Regions from separate parts of the Sus scrofa genome. Here regions 2 and 3 are each linked to region 1. A link is a contact called in public HiChIP or PLAC-seq data. All regions are on one chromosome and are shown on one strand. Each heading gives the region's core, a stretch centred on a gene start, on an enhancer-like site or on the middle of the called end of the contact. The rest is flanking DNA. Distances are from core to core; before and after follow the strand shown. Region 1 holds the start of RBBP5 (retinoblastoma-binding protein 5). Region 2 holds the start of DSTYK (dual serine/threonine and tyrosine protein kinase). Region 3 overlaps TMCC2 (transmembrane and coiled-coil domains protein 2).

Region 1 (3,691 bases), core at 193-2,692:
CAAAACTTCAAGTTCTCCACAGGTTTTACTAGCTTGTTTTTCTCTATTTCCTTTCTTCCCCTGTCCCAAAGACATTCACTCCTTCTTCCATTTTTTTTTTTTTCTTTTTTGGTCTTTTTAGGGCTGCACCTTTGGCATATGGAGGTTCCCAGGCTAGGGGTCGAATCAGAGCTGTAGCTGCTGGCCTACACCACAGCAATTTGGGATCCAAGCTGAATCTGTGACCTAAACGCCACTACAACGCCAGATCCTTAACCCACTGAGTGAGACCAGGGATCGAACCTGCATCCTCTCATGGATGCTAGTCAGGTTCGTTTCTGCTGGGAACGTCTCCCTCTTCTAAACGCTCTTAGTACTTAGCAAAGACTCTTAAAGGGTGGCGCATGTTCTGCAACAAGTTATGGCTATTTCCAACTGCCTTACTCTCCATGCTTAACAAAAAAATTCTTGAAGGTAAAGACTATTCCTTAGATAGTTCTATAGTCCTTTGGACTGCCAGCAAATCTATGAAAAAAAAAATTTTTTTTTAAAGAGGAGCATAGCCATTGAAAATAGCAAGTCACTTAGAAGTTCTTGAAAACCTCAGACATCCCTAGGTTACAATGCTAAAGATTACCTAATGAAAACCCAGAAGGATCTAGAGTTTACAAACAACTTGGTTAAAGGGTAAGGAGTAAATGCATCAAAGAGAGTGACAAAACACAACTGCCCTGGAGTTCACCCCTCAGTGTTTTACATGTCCCTGAGAGTTAAAGACCTTGAATAAAAAGACAAGGCAACTGGATTCCAGTGCCAACTATACCATTTACTTGCTTTATGCCTTCAGTACCCTCTAAGCCCTTTTCCACTTATTCAACGAAGGACTTGTATACAAGTTCCTTCCTTTAGGCATCCCGTGTTTCTACAAAAAGAATGAACCTACCCAGGCACTCAAAACCCTGACAAGTGTTCAAAGCTTTACCTCAAGCCTCACTTCCTCAGATTCCTTCTCCAGGACTCTGGTCCTGCTTGCTTTGGATCCTTGTAATCGAAACTAAGTCACAAACTATCTGTCCCTATCGCTCCACAACTGAACTGCAAGGTGGCCTCAGGAAAAGCAATGCATTCTGTTCGGGTCGAAGCTAGGCTTCCTCCCCCTGCTGCTGCTCCATATCGAAGCGCCCAAAGATCCATCGCAGAACTGTGTCCTTAGTGTTGCAGCCTGAGTCCCCTCCGCCCGGTTCCCTCCTTTCCAGGACCAAGGGTTCTCTAAGACGCAGCCACAGTCCTCCTCACCCAGCAACTCGAGGTTCATCCCTGAGGACTCTGGCCGTCTGCTCTCAGCTCCAGCAACGACACCTTCTCCCCCGCCCTCTTCCAAAACCTGCGTCTAAATCGGGGGCGCCGCAAAGAGACTGGCGCAAGCTCCGTAGACTTTATGGTTTAGAAGACCCCGCGGCTTCCGCTTTCTTCCCTCGCCTGCCTTGTTCGTTTCAAGCGGGCTGTCCATATATTTGCCTAACCAAAAAGAAGAACAAACGCTCTCGAAATCGTTTGACTATGACATTTCTTAAGGAATAAAAATTCCATCGTCAGTCACTTATTTAAAAAGTTCAGGAATCTGAGACTGTTTCCTCTCGGATCACGTATGCGAGCTAAAAAGTTTAGGCATATAGTTAGACTACTAATCCTTCTGTGTTGTGTGTGCGGTCGCGTTGTCCCGGCGGGCTGCCTCAGATGCCGCAGGAAAGGTTCCGGCCAAGTCCCGCTGAAGTAACGCAGTGGGAAAGGCCGGCCTCAGAGCTCGCGCGTGGAGTGCAGCTGTCACGGTCAAGGAGGTACTTACCCTGTATGTAAGTTAGTTATCGTGTATCTGGCTCAGTCCCGTGAAAATTATTGCACATTTGTAAAGCTGTGCCTTCCATCCCACAGAAATGTACGATAGCGTTTATCTAAGGATTTACCTGGTGCCCAGCGTTGACCAGGACACTGAAGATGAGTTGGTGTGAGAAGTGGCTGAGTTCTCAGACAAAACTGTGATGAAATACCCAAAGCAACTAAAGAAGGCAGTTGATGAAACTAACGAATTTTGTATAAACAGGTTTTGCCTCTGAGTGCTGTGGGCTATGACAAAAAGCAAAGATGGGCATAGGCTGGATGCCAAAAAATAGAACTGGAGCTAGATCCCCTTACGTAGACTGTAATTCCAGCTCCACTGCTTACTGACTTCACCCCTTGGACAGTATCTTATCCTCTGTGCCTCGGTTTTCTTGTATGTATAGTGGGGGTAGTGCTTAAAGCTTTATTGTGAAGGTTAAATAAGTTAACACATATAAAACACTTGGAACAGCAAATATCCAGTAAAATGGTAGCTATTATGACTTTCTCCTAAATTATCTCACTTCCTTGAGACCATTAGGGTAGCTGTTGGCCTCATTTGACCAAGTGTAGTAATTGAGGCTCAGAGTTATTAGGCAGAAAAATCACAGGCCCAAAATGGTATCACTTGTACTAAAGCCCATGATACCTAATCTAGATCTTATTCCTGACCTAACTGCAATTTCAACCTTGACCAGAAATGTAATCTTTTTTTTTTTTTTTCCGCTTTTTAAGGCCACACCTGCAGCATATGGAAGGTCCCAGGCCAGGGGTCGAATCGGAGCTACAGCTGCCAGCCTACACCACAGCCACAGCAATGGGGAATCTGAGCCATGTCTGTGACCTATACCACAGCTCACGACAACGCCGGATCCTTGACCCACTGAGTGACATCAGGGATCAAGCCCATGTCCTCATGGATACCAGTCAGGTTCGTTTCCTCTGTGCCACAACAGGAACTCTGAGAAATATAATCTTCATTGGCTAGTCTGGAATCTTCTGGTCAGCACCAATGAGGTAATGTGTCACTTGGGCCCTTGCCACCTCTCCCCTCTCCAGCACGCCCCGTAGAAGGGGCAATATGCATGATAAAACCCTTGCCTTTAACCTGGGCCTAAAAATAAGCCTTTCTTTTCTTTTACTAGTAGCTCCCTTACCTTCTTCCTAGAAAAAGCTTCCATTTTGTACAGTCCTTCAGGGTGCCCTTCTCTTTACTAGATAGGATGCTGCTCGATTCATGACTTGTTTAATAATGCCAATTAGATCTTCAGGGTTGAGGTTTGTTTTTTAACAGGCAGTTTGCATTCCTTCACGTATCTAAAACACTGCCTAAATGTCATCCAAGGTATTGTTACCACCAGCAGTGGTATATAGGAGTATTTCTAAACACTCTTGTAATCATTTGTTATTATCAGTTCTCTCAAACTCTGCCCATTGGATAGGTGATAAAATGTCACTGTTACATTTATTTCATAATGAGGGTGAACAGCTTATCACATGTCTAAATGTGTACTTTTCTCCTCTGTGAGATGACCAGTTCATCTCCTTTGCCTATTTTGGGGGTGGAGTACTCATTTTGTTAGGGTTTTTCTTTTTGTCCATTTTTTTTTTTTTCTTTTTACAGCTGCACCTACGGCAAATGGAAATGCCCAGGCTGTGGGTCAAATCAGAGCTGCAGCTGCTGACCTGCACCACAGCCACAGCAATGCAGGCTTACAGCAACAGTGGATCCTTAACCCACTGAATGAGGCCAGGGATGGAACCTGAATCCTCAGGGACACTATGTCAGGTTCTTAACCCACTGAGCCACAGTGTGAACTCCCCATCTTGTAGG
Region 2 (4,145 bases), core at 693-3,192, 70 kb after region 1:
ATCTCTGAAAACAGAAGCCCTTCTCACCAGTTGTTTTTTGATAGCTTCACAGAAATCAGTCCCCTCTCTGGGTCCATTTTAGGAACAGCAAATCTCTGGGCAGAAGACGGCAAAAACCACAACTGCAGAAAAGCTAGTCACACCCCAGCCCCCTCCTTTTTATCCCATGAAGTAAAATAAAAGCTTTTTTATTTACATCCAAGCCAACTACATGCAACGACATCAATCAGAACCTTACTTATCTTTATCAGTATTTCTGAAGTCTCAGACAAATTTAGGCTATTAAACATGCAACTTTAGGAATACAGGGTCCTACACACAAACTCTGAAGAGTTTAACGAATTCACAGCATCCTGAGTCCCAAGTTCAAATCTGCTGTTGGTATCTAAATTAGTGTTTCTGAAAATGTGCTTGTGGCCCATTTGCATCGCCATCCCTATAGATGGCTTGCATTTAGATTCTTAGGACCTACCCACTAGACCTACACAATCTGTGGGATAAAGACTGAGATATTTTTTCATTTTAATTTAATTTTGATACTTTAGTCTGGGAGAATCACTCAATGAAACCCACTGACTTCTTTACTATACTGTCTCAGGGTATCTGTCTACATGATGCCAGCCCCTTCCCCATCCAACCTAAATTATTTCCTAATGAGACCAAGTAGTTAACAAACCCTCCAGTTCCCCACCAACAGCAGTTTAAGAGGAAGCAAGAAATTAGGAAAGGGCAAAGACCATGCACGATTTTAAATGCTTTAGGGCTTCTATCACATCCCAGAGAGAATCACGTCAAGTCTCAGGACCAAAAAACGATCCTTGCCCGAACTTCTTCAACGTAAGCACCAGCCACATCTCTGGCAATTCCTTGACACCCATGAGATATCCTTTCCTTTAGCGACCCCAGCCCTACTTAGGAGGACATTCCTTACTTCTTCATAGAGCTGCCTCATAACTGATGTAAATGCATTTCACATCATCAAGCAAACACATACACACACACCCACCCACTACAGTTCCCTGGCCTCCTGGGGCTCGCTGCCTACCGCCCCTCCTTCATCCCTCCATTCTGCCATCCCTAAAGTGGGACTCTGACCACGAATGCTCATCCCCCAACTCACAGCAACTTTCCCCAGTTCTAGGCTTAACCTCTGCCCTCTCCAAACTGGGGTCCTCCGCGCTCCTGCCCGCGCACAGCCTGGTCCCCCAGATCCTGCTCCTGGAACTCCTGCCTTCGGGCGCGCCTCGCCTCTGGCTGAGTCCCTGGCGCCCCTCCCCTCCCCCACCCCGAAGGATGCCCTCCCACGGCATCTCGGATCCCTCCCGCCCAGGCCCGGGGGCCCGGCCACGCGGACCTTCTTCCACTTTCCGCCTCTTCTTCCACTTTCCGCCTCTTCCCGAGTTGTTTTGCAGGGGCAGGGGGCGGCCCACCCTCCACTTTGCCTCTCCATTCCCGTCTCCCTCACGGCTACTCTCCTTACCCGCCTGCAGCCCGATCTCGGCGACATCGCCGGTAGGGCCGCGCTCGGCCCCGCCGCCTTCCGTGGGGGAGGAGGGACAGCTATGGTTATGGGAGCCCTTGATGTCGCGGAAGAACTTCTGGGTTTCGCGCAGGTTCTGCCGCAGGCGTCCCAGGTAGCGGCGGTAGCGGCCGAAGCCCCGGCACAGCTCGCGGATCATTCCGCCGCCTCCGGGACCAGGACCCGAGACCGGCTCGCTCCCCCACGGCATCTCGTCGCCCTCCATCGCCTCAGCCTGCTCTGTCTTCCCGGCTCGGTCCCCGGCCCTCTGGCCCCGTTCCTGTCCTCCCGCCCCCCCAGTTCTTTAGGCAGGAGGAATCCGCCTCCTGACGCCCCCGCCTGCAGTCGGCCGGGCTCCCAACCTCCGTCACCGCCGTTGAAAACAAACCAACCCGCAGTGCACCGTGAACGGAACCTTTATCTCCACCACCCAGAAGAGTGAGGGAAGGATCACACGAGCACCCCGTCACTGCAGGGTCTCCTGGGACTTGTAGTCTGGGCTGAGGCTGAGCGCCAAAACCTGGGGACTTGTGGATGCGACTAACTCCCTTTTGTTTATAGTTCTCACCCGTTCTCGCCCAGAGCTCATACACTGATTTAACAACACGTTCCTACTCGCTACAGAAGTGTCGGTAAGAAGAGAGAGCAGCTGCGGAATCCGGACGCGAGCAGAAGTGACTGCGGTGACTTAACTGAAATCAGAGCAAAAAAAATTTTAATAGCAAAGAAAAGGAAGGAAACAAGATCGAGGCCAGTACTGTCTCCATGGCTACCCTAAATGGCTCTTGCTTTCCGATGTAGTAGATACTGGGGAGCTGGCTAAAAATACCATCGAAACAGGGAACCCTTCATGTTTGCATTGCATCTTCCTTTTCCGACTTTCCTTCTCCAGGTGTGGAAAAGGGGGTGTGTGGAAGGGTTGTTATAAAGCTATAAACTGAATTTCATTCTTTTCTTGAAGTAGAGAGAGCGATCTGTGTAAGGGGAAGTTGAGGTTAGCAGCCTTCCAAACGAGATTATCTTAACTTGGCTTCTGCTGATATGGAAAGACTTCTAGTAACAAGACTGCCATGGAGCCCTGGAACTAATTACAAAGGAAACAAAACTTGATAATCACCTCTTTTTCCACCTGCCGCTTTCCTTCTCTTCTTCCCCAGGTACAGAGCCCTCCTGTCTTTCTGTAGAAAGACCCTCGCCCCCGTCTTACACCCAGGCCAGGCCTCTTTTCTGACAAGGTGGATAGTGTAGTTCCTTAGCTGAATACAAGAGGAGACTTGAGTTTGACTCTGGAGTCTCCCAATGCCTTGAGTTGAGACTTAAGAAGTAAGGGTTTTAGGAGACCCCATTGTGGTTCAGTGGTTAATGAACCTGACTAGTATCCATTGGGACGTGGGTTCAATCCCTGACCTTGTTCAGTGGGTTAAGGATCCAGTGTTGCCATGAGCTGTGGTGTAGGTCACAGACGCGGCTCCGATCCCAAGTTGCTATGGCCGTGGTGTAAGCCAAGCAACTACATTTTCGATTTGACGCCTAGTCTGGGACTCTCCACATGCTGCAGGTGCAGCCCCAAAAGCCAAAAAAAAAAAGGAAGGGTTTGGGCCAGTTGACCTTTATGCCCTTTTAGCTCTAAAATTTTCAGTTTTGTTTCACAGTGTTCACTCTGTCTCCCAACCTCTCATTCCTTGAGTGCAAGTGCTCTTAGCTAAGTGTGTTGTGATAAGTGGGTTAATTCAGTATAAAACGTAAAGGCTTTACCTGTCCAGTGGCTTTTAGGACTTTATAAAAAGAGGTCACTTGCTCACATGAATGTCCTCTTGGTAAACGCCTGTGAAGGCTGCCCCTAAAGGGAACTTCAAATTCCTTTTCATGTTCTCCTTCCCTTTTGTTTGCTCACATATTCTCTACTGGCTACTCCCCATCTTTGTAAGACCCCTATGCAACCCCTAGAAGGCTCAGTGAAACAGAAATGAAAACGCAAAATTAAATGTTTAATACGATACAAGGAGTTGCCATCATGGCGCAGAGGAAACGAAACCCTGGCCTCACTCAGTGGGTTAAGGATCCCGCGTTGCTGTGAGCTGTGGTGTAGGCCGGCGGATACAACTCCAGTTAGACCCCTAGCCTGGAAACCTCCATGTGCCATGATGCAACCCTAAAAAGACAAAAGACAAAAAAAGAAAAGAAAATACTATACAAGATGACTGATACTACTTTTTAAAAGAAGATTCGGTGCTTGCTTCTGCAGCACATATACTAAAATTGGAACAATACGGAGAAAATTATCATGGCCCCTGTGCAAGATGACACGCAAATTTGTGATGTGTTCTGTATTTTTTCACTTAGCTATACAGTAGAAATTGACAGAACGCCATAAACCAACTATAATGGAAAAAAATAAAATCGTTTTCTTTCTTTCTTTCTTTTTTCTTTTTTCTTTTTTTTTTTTTTTTTTGCTTTTTAGGGCCTCACTCACCACATATGGAGGTTCCCAGGCTAGGGGTCTAATTGGAGCTACAGCTGCCAGCCTACACCACAGCCACAGCAACACAGGATCCGAGCTGTGTCTGCAACCTACACCACAGCTCATGGCAACACCGAATCCTTAACCCACTGAGCGAGGCCAGGG
Region 3 (4,017 bases), core at 65-2,564, 110 kb after region 1:
CCCCAACCTAGATCTGACCTGTCACTGCTGCCCCATTTCACTCCTTGCTTCCTGTTTAGCCAACACATCCAGATCTTACTCTTGGCACAAACGTCCCTGTGGTGGGGGGAAGGGAGACCCGCAGGGGCCAGCAGGATGCACCAAGTGGTTCAGCCCTTAGTGAGCAAGTATTTTGCCTGCAGCAGCTGCCAGGCCTGCCTCTCACTGCTGAGTCAATGGGTACTTTTTAAAAATCAAATTAGAGCAGTCCTGTCAAGTCAGGGTCTCGGGTCCTACAGCCGTTTTATGAGGAGGGAACTTTGGTCCAAGCATTTGGAGCAGGGCACTGTTGGAGGCTGCGGAGGGGTTGCTGATGTTTGCGGACTGGAAATGCAGGGAGCTGGGGAGCAGGGGTGGCGGCAGGGCTGGAGGGGAGCATCAGCTGGGGAGCTTCTCCATGAATTTTGTGTTTGGTCTTCACACGGCCCCCAAGATATCTGGGAAGCAGGCAACATTCTGTCCTTGTCGCTGGTGGAAGACCAGGGCCGGAGACTCTTGGGTGAGCTGACAGGGTAGGGGTGGGGGGATTCCCTGGGGTCGAGGTGGGAATGGGGGAGATGGTTATTTCTGTGACTGCGTTATATCCTTATTTAGAACTTTCATCTTTCCAACACTTTGTCATATGTGTTGCTTGGTTAGTCCTGATATCCCTGTGAAGTTGTCAGAGCGGATAATATTGACTCCATTTTACAGATGAGCAGACTGAGGCCTAGAGGAGTCAGGAGGCCACTAGCCTGAGGGCACACACCTAGTTCATGGCAGAGAGAAGACTAGCCCCGCTGTTTCTAGCAGGTGCACAAGACTAAACTGAGATCCCCGAAACCACCAGGGACCATTTCATGCAATACCCGTGATGAGCTGGTTGCTTTAGCCTGAGGATGGTGACTTTATCTCTTTACCATTTTCTCTTCCACTGTACAACCTTCCTGACCTGGTGCTGTCCCTCTAGGGGTGGGCGTGGTCCTGGGGGAATGTGTCCATGTCCCAAGGAAAGGGGTCTTCCAGTCATCCGTAAACCCTGCTCAGTCAGCTGATTCCCGCAGACCCAGAGGCAGTTGGCTGGTGTGAGAAGCTGGTGATGGTTCCACCCTGGGCTCTGGGCATGAATAGAAGGGATTCTTTTCTCTCTAGTAAACACAGCCCCACATGGTCTCTGCAAGCTCCCTGGTGATTACTAGCGTCTATTTTTAATTCATAAGCCTCCCCCACTCCCCACACCCCTTGCCATTGTTCCAACTCAGCAGCTGGCTTTCGGGCCAGAGCTGGCCCTGTCAGGGGTTGAGTTACCCAAACACCCTGGAGGCAGCTGAGGTTCCTCAGCTGTCCTTTGAGGCTCCCCTCAGCCCCTCCCTAAAAAAGGAGGGGACCTGGAGCCACACGCACCGGGAGCCGGGGTGCAGCAGAGGGGCAGAGTGGAGTTCCCGGTCCCAGGAAGCAGGTCAGCCTTGCTGATGTCGTCTGCAGGTCATCAGAGCCACTTAGCGTCTTAAATGATTCCCCTTTCAAAACGAAAACAGATTGTCCTCTCAGACTCGCCATTTCTGCTTTCTGCTGTTTGTGTGACTCCGAGCAAGCCAGTCACTAAAATGGAAAAATAAAGGCATCATTATTGGAGCCCTGGGGCATGGGGAGGTGAAGAGAGAATGAAGGGGAGGTCTGAGGTCCCCATTTGTGTGTGGCCTTAACCTCTGGAACCCCAGGTCCTGGAGGCTGCAGCAGGAACCGCTGGTTGTATGTGCAGTAGCAGTGGAGTTGGGCTGCCTGGTTCCTTGGCAGATAAGTCCATCCACCTCCCCCAGCTACCCCCACCCCATTTCTCTCTTTCGCTGAGCAGCAGTTCCTAGAAAACATAGCGAACTCTCAGGAAAATGGAATAACTCTTCTATCCTGCCTTGAGGACCTGCTCCCAGCCTCTCAGGGAGTGGATCAGCTGCAGGGGTCGAGGCTCCTATTCTCTTGCTCCCACCTTTGGCTTGGTCAAGGCTTCCCTCTCGGCCTTGGTTGCAACCTCTCCCCAGGGTCGCCGCATTTAGAAGGCTGGAGGGTCTTGGGAGAGGGAGAGCACAGGAGTGCTGGCTTCAGAGCCAGCTCTGCCAGCCTGGCCCCCTGACCTCTGCCAGCTGGTCCCCCTGAGGAAGAGGTGCAGCATGGGTGGGGGATGGGAGCCCAGCTCACAGAGGGTGACCGGAGCCCTGGGAGACCTTAGCCACAGGCCAGCTAAGGTTTGCTGCCCCCTGGCTTTGCACCTGGCAGGCAGGGTGGGAGAGAGGACCCGGTGCTGTGGGCGGGCGAGCAGAGAGGTTAGAGGTGACGTCATGCTGGATGCTGCCTCGTGGCCTCGCAGAGGTGTTATCTGTTGGCCCCAGATGCCAAGACCTGGGGCGATAGCTCATCACCTAAACCAGAGCAGACTCTGGACGGCCTGTCCTGTCCAATCCTCCACCAGATTTATTCAACAACAAGATTTCTTCTCTGCCCTGGCATAAATAAGCACCCCTGTTTACTCCAAGGGATGGCACGTGAGGGCCACCCTTAGCTCCAGGCTCTTGCCAAGAAGACAAATCTTTTTTTTTTTTTTTTGTCTTTTGTCTTTTTGTCTTTTGTTGTTGTTGCTATTTCTTGGGCCGCTCCCGCGGCATATGGAGGTTCCCAGGCTAGGGGTTGAATCGGAGCTGTAGCCACCGGCCTACGCCAGAGCCACAGCAACGCGGGATCCGAGCCGCGTCTGCAACCTACACCACAGCTCACGGCAACGCCGGATCATTAACCCACTGAGCAAGGGCAGGGACCGAACCCTCAACCTCATGGTTCCTAGTCGGATTCGTTAACCACTGCGCCACAACGGGAACTCCCAAGAAGATGAATCTTGGCAGAGGTCATTGAGGGGCCTGGTTTATTTATGTCTGGGAGGTGGGTGGAGCCCTCTATGCCGAGAGGTTTGCCAACAGGTCCCCTTGGCACCTGCAGGAGGCTGGCCCGTTTATCTGTGAGGCCTCCTGTTGTGTCTGAGCTTTTATAGGCCAGGTTCTATGAGAGGCTGACAGAGCCTTGTCCAGCTGGGCCCGCTGGCCTGTCCACACAGATGCATCCAGCTTCAGAGTTGCATTATACTCTGCTCGAGGGTGCTCGGGTCTGTGCCAGCCTGAATTCACATCCCGTCGCTGGGAAGGACAACTGCTGTCTCTGTTCACCTCCTCCACCCTGTCGTCCTCTCTTCCCTTCCGTCTTCCTCTCTGTGTGCAAAGCCCTCTTGGGCAGAGGGGTAGTCAGGAGGGCCTCCCAAGGCGGTGCCCACACTGTCAGCTGCTCGCCAGGCCAAGGCAGGGCAGCTCTGTACTTTGCTGGAAACCTCTGCCCCCCATCTCAGTGATTAAAAGTCCCTGTTTCCCAGGACCTCCCCACAACAGTATATCTGTGGTACTGGTGAGTGAAGAAATTCTTCCTTGGTGTTCCCATCGTGGTGCAGGGGAAAGGAATCCCACTAGGAAACATGAGGTTGCAGGTTCGATCCCTGGCCTCGCTCAGTAGGTTAAGGATCTGGTGTTGCCCTGAGCTTTGTGAAGCTTGCACACATGGCTTGGATCCTGCATTGCTGTGGCTGTGACGTAGGCTGACAGCTGTAGCTCCGATTCGACCCTTAGCCTGGGAACCTCCATAGGCCACTGGCGCGGCCTTGAAAAGCAAAAAAAAAAAAAAAAGGAAAAGAAAGAAATTCTTCCTTTAGTCTGATTGGAGTTCCTCATGTGCAGATGGAGCCGCCTTGCCTCTTAGGGGTTCTGTCTAGTTAGATGAGGGGCCAAAAAATGAGGACTCCCCCTTACCTAAAGCTCTGACACCAGGGATCATAAGTAGCAGCAGCCTCTTGACTTTAGAACAGGATTTTGGACTCAGTTGCTCCAGCAGGCAGTAAGGCCTGTGGAATTAGCCCTTTTTCACCTCTCCCCTGCCCCCAACATCCATGACCTTATTATTATTATT

Evidence for each region. HiChIP or PLAC-seq counts read pairs in DNA pulled down with a chosen protein or histone mark.
Region 2: an H3K27ac HiChIP or PLAC-seq map of alveolar macrophages shows a contact between it and region 1. The contact joins the promoter of DSTYK here to the promoter of RBBP5 in region 1. A contact is called at or near these places in 1 of 5 promoter capture datasets (liver), 5 of 47 Hi-C or Micro-C datasets (heart right ventricle, liver, retroperitoneal adipose tissue and 1 more) and 2 of 2 datasets of contacts at active chromatin or transcription factors (alveolar macrophages and skeletal muscle).
Region 3: an H3K27ac HiChIP or PLAC-seq map of skeletal muscle shows a contact between it and region 1. The contact joins the enhancer-like site here to the promoter of RBBP5 in region 1. A contact is called at or near these places in 1 of 5 promoter capture datasets (fetal skeletal muscle), 12 of 47 Hi-C or Micro-C datasets (alveolar macrophages, embryonic fibroblasts, epiblast stem cells and 8 more) and 2 of 2 datasets of contacts at active chromatin or transcription factors (alveolar macrophages and skeletal muscle).

Annotation. Positions count from the first base shown.
Region 1 is chr9:65,820,239-65,823,929 of Sscrofa11.1, forward strand. RBBP5 (retinoblastoma-binding protein 5) reads right to left here and starts at 1,443. Exons shown (of 14, transcript XM_003482656.4): 1 at 1,276-1,443. The coding sequence starts at 1,294.
Region 2 is chr9:65,890,082-65,894,226 of Sscrofa11.1, forward strand. DSTYK (dual serine/threonine and tyrosine protein kinase) reads right to left here and starts at 1,943. Exons shown (of 13, transcript XM_003130102.5): 1 at 1,481-1,943. The coding sequence starts at 1,745.
Region 3 is chr9:65,928,842-65,932,858 of Sscrofa11.1, forward strand. The region is part of intron 2 of TMCC2 (transmembrane and coiled-coil domains protein 2); the gene reads left to right. Among named protein-coding and RNA genes, the nearest start is that of TMCC2, 21 kb to the left of the region's middle. Within about 2 kb of position 1,315, at least 16 of the 83 cell types and tissues checked have an H3K27ac peak or open chromatin away from gene starts, as enhancers often do. A contact at or near this core is called in fetal skeletal muscle and skeletal muscle, where this site is marked.